2 separate regions of the Mus musculus genome follow, and region 2 is linked to region 1. A link is a contact called in public Micro-C data. All regions are on one chromosome and are shown on one strand. Each heading gives the region's core, a stretch centred on a gene start, on an enhancer-like site or on the middle of the called end of the contact. The rest is flanking DNA. Distances are from core to core; before and after follow the strand shown. Region 1 holds the start of Hmga2 (high mobility group AT-hook 2). Region 2 holds the start of Shmt2 (serine hydroxymethyltransferase 2 (mitochondrial)).

Evidence for each region. A called contact is a pair of places that touch in the nucleus more often than the background predicts.
Region 2: a Micro-C map of embryonic stem cells shows a contact between it and region 1, with 6 times the contacts expected there. The contact joins the promoter of Shmt2 here to the promoter of Hmga2 in region 1. A contact is called at or near these places in 1 of 39 promoter capture datasets (cranial neural crest) and 1 of 484 Hi-C or Micro-C datasets (embryonic stem cells).

Annotation. Positions count from the first base shown.
Region 1 is chr10:120,475,007-120,477,997 of GRCm38.p6, reverse strand. It overlaps Hmga2 (high mobility group AT-hook 2), which reads left to right and starts at 1,529. Exons shown (of 5, transcript NM_010441.3): 1 at 1,529-2,045. The coding sequence starts at 1,935.
Region 2 is chr10:127,521,077-127,524,210 of GRCm38.p6, reverse strand. It overlaps Shmt2 (serine hydroxymethyltransferase 2 (mitochondrial)), which reads left to right and starts at 1,767. Exons shown (of 12, transcript NM_028230.4): 1 at 1,767-1,923; 2 at 3,096-3,134. The coding sequence starts at 1,891.

The DNA.
Region 1 (2,991 bases), core at 280-2,779:
TCAAAAAAGTTGACTGTGGCCACGATGGTGTTCACATAACTTAGAAACAGCCCAGGCTATAAAATTAGGACTTGGCAGAAAGGAATTCTGAGGGAGAAGGTTAAAATGAAGGCAAACTTCAGGCAATTGGTGCGGTGGAAGGATAAGTGATCGGTAATATCCCATAGAGTTATGGGCGTCCCAGCACGGGGGTGCAGCGCCTGCTCCAGGAGTCAGTCCTGGGGGAGGGGACCTCGATAAAGGAGCTGGCACACTCGGTGTTCCTGTGTATAGTGTGCAAGTGTGTGCTTTTGTTGCGAATGTGCTTACTGGCACCATCGTGTGTCTGGTAGTGTGTGCTTAAGCACGGGTTTGTTTGCATGCCTGCTTGCCAGTGAAGTGTGTGTGCGCGCACACATGAATTTTCGTGCAAGCTTGTCTGCGATCACACGCGTGGGCCCGTGTATCTTTGTGCACGCTTGTTTGTGCGCCGGCCCGTGCACTCTGGGGTGAGGGCATTTCTCAGTGGAGCGGGGGGGGGGGGGGGGTCGCAAGGGGCGCTCCGACTCCTTGGTCGCTCTTTTCCCGGGGCTGAAATAGTAGACAGCGGCGGTTGACCCTGAATGCTTCCGGAAACTTCGGGCAACCCTCGGTGGAAGCACAGGTAGAAGCCAAGCTCTCCAGGGTGACTCTGAGATAGTCATTTTCTTTCGCCTTCCTAGGACAGCCGCTCAGGGGTGGCCTCCAGCGGCGATCCGGCAGGAGAGCCTAGGCCCTGTCTTTTTAACCCCACTGCTGGCGGGAGCACGTGAGCCGGGGCTCCGGGTGGCAACCGGGCGCCGCCGCCTTCGAGGCAGTTGTGTTTCGAACGCTGCCTCTGGCCCGCGGCCAGGCGCCTGGGCTCGGCTGTCCGCCTGGCCTGCCCCCTCCTCTTGCTTCTCCTGCAGCCCCCTCCCCTTTATCCGCCCACGATCAGAGGTGGGCACTCCCCGTTCCCGCCACCCCCTCCGCAAGTGCGAGCGCGCGTGTACACACACGCACACGCACGCACACACTCATCCCTCTTGAATCCCGGGCAGGAACTCTGAAAACTTGCAGCACGGGCAAAACTTGGGCTCCGGGTGCAGAGCGCAGAGGCCAGCAGCTTGTCCCTCTGCATCTGTGCAGTGCCGCCGCCTGACCCCGCCACCCGAGGAGGCGCGGTGCCACCCACTGCTCTGTTCCTTGCTAGAGCTGAGCTGGGCGCCCTACCGGATCCTGGCAGAAACTTCCACTCTCTCCTCGGTTTCTGACCGCACTAGTCAGTCTCTATCTCTGTCCCGTTCTGTCTCTTTGTCTCTGTCTCTCTCTGAGTTTCTGTCTCTGTCCCTCTTCTCTGTGTCTCTCTCTGGCTCTCTGCGTCTCTGTCTCTCCTTCCCGCCCCCCTCCCTCTCTCTCCCTCTGGGGTGGGGGAGAGGAGGCGGAATTCTTTCCCCGCCTAACATTTCAAGGGACACAATTCACTCCAAGTCTCTTCCCTCTCCAAGCCGCTGCCGAGCGTCCCAGTACCCGCAACTCCCGAGCCTTTGCGGAGAGAGCAACCCTCTCCGCCTCCAACTCTTCCCTCTCCTTCGCTTCCCGCCTCCTCTCCCTACCTCCACCTCTACCTCCGCCACCCACTGCCCGCAGCGCCTCCTCCTTTCCTCCTCCTCCTCTCCTCCTCCTCTCTTCCTCCTCCCCTCTCTCTTTTTGGCAGCCGCTGGACGTCCGGTGTTGATGGTGGCAGCGGCGGCAGCCTAAGCAGCAGCAGTAGTCCCCGGCGCACTCGCCAGCTCGCCTGCTCTCGCCGCTCTTGCCCTCTCCAGCTCTCTACATCCCGTCTCCCGAAAGGTGCTGGGCGGATTCGGGGCGGCGGAGGCCGAGCGGCTGCAGCGGCGGTACCGGTAGAGGCAGTGGTAGCGGCGGCGGGAGGCAGGATGAGCGCACGCGGTGAGGGCGCCGGGCAGCCGTCCACATCAGCCCAGGGACAACCTGCCGCCCCGGTGCCACAGAAGCGAGGACGCGGCCGACCCAGGAAGCAGCAGCAAGTCAGTACGCCGACGCGGAGGGGCCACTCAGCCCACCCGCGACGCCTCTGCCCCCGGGGCCCCGCGACACGCCGGGCGACCGGAGCGCGGGAGCGCAGCGGCTACGGCAGCGCAAGCTAGCCCGCCTGCCACCCGGGTGTAGGTGGGGCGGGAGACCGAGTTCCCCTGGAGAGTGCGCGGCGCAGTCTCTCCGGGTACCCGCGCTCCCCGGCTCCAAGAGCTGGGGTCCCGCGGCGAGCCGTAGCCACCCGGTGGAGGTGGGGTCGCGCGAATCGTGGACAGGGACTTTCGCTATTGTGCGCAGCCCCGGAGCGGCGCGGCGTGGCTCGGGGGGGGGGCATCGAGCCTCGGGGGTCCCAAAGAATAAAAGCGTCGCTTTGTCAGCCGCTTTGGCGACTGGGGGGACTGGGGAGTTCAGGAGGGGCAGGACTGCGAGTCCGAAGCTCTTAGACCCGCGGCTTTCTCCGGCTTCTCGGGGCCGCCTTCCCGTAGGAGGCTGATGCGCCGCGGCCGCCCCCTCGGTGCCCTCCCCACACTCCATGGCCCAAGGCTCGCGCCCTCCCGACAAAGAACGCGTGCGGAGCCGACTGCCCGCCTGGTGCTCCTCCCGAGGATATTTAAATGCCTGCCGAGCTGCTACAGCCGCCGGGGCTGGCGGGGAAAGGATCCCGGAGGATCCCAGGCCCCCGCGGGCCCGGGAAACGCGCTTCGCCCAGGGAGCTCTGGAAGGAAAGTGCACGGTAGCCAGGGTCGCTTCCCCGCCAGGAGTCGGGTCCCTCTTTGGCTCCTCGATCCCGCTCCTCTGAGCAGCCCAAGTTTTAGCTTCCTCTTGGGCGAGTGGCTGGGGGCTGGGAAGGGACGGTCGAGGGGCACCCAGGACCCCGCGGAATGGAGGGTTTTGTCTGCGGATGCAACCAATTAAGAGTGCAAGCCGGCTGTTGCAGAG
Region 2 (3,134 bases), core at 518-3,017, 7.0 Mb before region 1:
GACTGCTCTTCCAAAGGTCCTGAGTTCAATTCCCAGCAGCCACATGGTGGCTCACAACCATCTGTAATGAGATCTGATGCCCTTTTCTAGTGTGCCTGGAGACAGCAAGATTGTACTCTTATACATAAAAGAAGTAAATAAGTCTTTTAAACAAACAAAACACTCAGCATACATACATAAGCCCCTAGATTCTATCTCTAGCACTGAAAAGGAAACAGAACAAAGACCTCACAGTGAGCACAGTGGTGGCACACCCCTTCAGTCCCAGCACTGGGGAGGCAGAGGCAGGCAGAGCTCTGTGAGTTTGAGCCAGCCTGGTCTACACAGAGAGTTCCAAGACAGCTAGTGATATACAGTGGAACCCTGTCTCCAAAAACCAAAAAACAACTCCACCCCACCTCCCCCCAAAAAAACTGAACCCAAAAACCACCACCAAAACCTGACTCACAGGGCTATGTCTCTGTCTCTGTCTCCCTCCTTCCCTCCATCCATCCCTCCCCCCTCCCTTCCCCCCTTCCCCCCCTCCCTCCCTCCCTCCCTCCCTCCCTCCCTCCCTCCCTCCCTCTTATCTGGGTATAAGAGAACAAAGTGAAGTGTTTCGTGTTGTCTGGGTCACTATTAGTGAGCCCCTTGTGTCTCCAGGGCTAAGGCATGGCTAAATGTCTACTGAATGAGTAAAGGTATAAAATGGCTATCAGAGGCCAATGGTTCTCAAAACCACTGCTTCCTGGAATCCCCAAGAGGTTTGGTTGTGTGTCTCTGAGCAGAGGCCTTAAGAAGATGTCCTCAAGCGGTGGTGGCGCACGCCTTTAATCCCAGCACTCAGGAGGCAGAGGCCAGCAGATTTCTGAGTCCGAGGCCAGCCTAGTCTACAGAGTGAGTTCCAGGATAGCCAGGGCTACACAGAGAAACCCTGTCTCAAAAAACAAAAACAAAAAACAAAAACAAAAACAAAAAAACAAAACACAAAACAAAACAACCCCCCCCCCAAAAAAAACAAAAACAAAAAAAGAAGTGGGCGACTGCTGGGGAGTAAGGGAGATGTAAATAAGAAACGAATGCAAACCGTGTGAGAAGAGGAGGGATGGCTACTCTGCTCTCACCTGACAGCTGGATAGACACAGAGGAGGCAGGCTGTGAGTCAGGGGAAGAGGACAACCCACCGGAGCCAGCGTCCGAATGCGAAGTTTCATTTAATCCCTTCTACAAGCTCTTTGTGTTGGAGTGGGCAAAGTGTGACAGGCTCATCTGAGGTCCACTGTCCTCTAACTTCACATGTAGCTGAGGCTACTAGCCTTGACCTTTCAATCTCTCTGTCTCCACTTCCCTAGTACTGGAATGACAATGTCATGGTTTAACATTGGAAGAAACGGAGGACTTTGTGTTGTAATCCTAAAGCAAGGATTTGAGTCTTTTACCCTTTCAAACTATATCTGCTTTCACTGTGTGTATTTATCTTCTAAATATGTTTTAAATCTCCCTGAGAACCATATGCTAGATATGCTTGGTAGGCATAAACCACACGAAAATAAACAAACAAACAAACAAACCAAAAAGCGCTTGCCTGGAAAACCGGAAGGAAAAACAAAACAGAAACTCTGAAGAGCTTCAAGAAAGGACATGGAGGAGCTTTAAGTCTAAGAACTTTTCAGGCAAAGCTCTCCATACCGGGACTTGTATAGATGGGAAAGAGCAAAGTAAAAAACTACAATTCCCAGAAGGCAATTTTTTAAAAAAACCCAGTACTGCGCATGCGCAGGGAACGCCTCTTTCACTCGAACTTCACGGGGGCAATTTTCTCGCGCACGCGTTCTAAGAGCAGCTGGTTTTCGACCCCGGTACTACACCGATACAGAGTTAGTGGCTAGTCCTCCTGTGCCTCCTGTAGCGATGGTATCCTTCTCTTTGCTTCGGACCACTCGGGTAAGAACAGGGTTCTGTTTACTGGATGATCAGTGGAAAGGCCCACCCAAAGTGGGGTTCTCCTGGCTCCTTGCTGCACGTGTTCTGGGGCCTCGGGGAACAGATGCTTAACCAGGAAATCCCTGAGACAGCACATGTGCGGTGGCTGGGCCCCTAGTTCTGGCGATCAGACGACCTAGGTAGGGTCTTGTAGTCACCCAGTTGACACGACTCTTAAGGTAAAGGTCCGCAGACGCTGTGTTAACAATATCCTAGCAAACAAGTGGGGTTCCCGGCTTCGATGCGCTAGTTGAATTTTTCCCGCCAGCTCTGAGCTATGGAGATGATGCAACCGAGCCTCAGTACTTTCATCACGCAAGGGTCCTGCTGCTGTGTGGGCAGGAAGGAGGTAGCGAGGTGCTGTGTGTGTGTGTCTGTGAGTGTGAGATAAAATTAAGATTTTGGGCAAACACCTTCAGCCTACCCCAACTCCCGCCAGTACACAACTCTTTCCAAGAACTGCTTAAAAGTCTATCCTCCTACTTTTTAAAGGTTGCTCTGGAAACCACCCTTTAAAAGCCTCTGGTGTTAAGCCCTGTTAGCTTGGTATCTTCTCTCATGGAGGTATTCATGTCCGGAGGCCCTGCAGGAAGTCCACCTCTTATGTTTATGAATATTTTAACTGCACTGTGTGTGCACTGCGTGCATGCCTGGGTACCCACAGAGGTCAGAGGAGGGCATCAGATCTCTTGGAACTGGAGTTACAGATGGTTGTTAGCTGTTTTGTGGGTGCTGGAAGATGAACCGCTGTCCCCCACAAGAGCAGCCAGGACCTTAGGATGGTCATTTTGTTCCTGTGTGTGGGGAGACTCTGGAATCGCAGTGTCTCTCACCTGAATTGGAGGGACATGGGCTTCTGGGGCACAAGCTTTGCTCTGTGACTTTGCAGAGTCACTCAGGGTGATTAGGGATGCGTTGTGTTAGAGTTGACCAAAACTGCCCTTTGGATAATGATCTGAACCTTTGACTCTAGAACTTGCTATTCAAGATGAAAGTGGGGGTAGAGAGCACTGACTGCTGGCCGGACCAGGCTGCGTACTTAGCCAGAGGGCTCGATCTGTACCCATGACTGAGGGCAGCTGGGAGAAGAGATCTGGACAATTTTTAATTAACCCTGGCCTTTCTGCCCTGAGCCTCTGCAGAGATGTGGTCAGCTGGTCTGCATGGCTGCC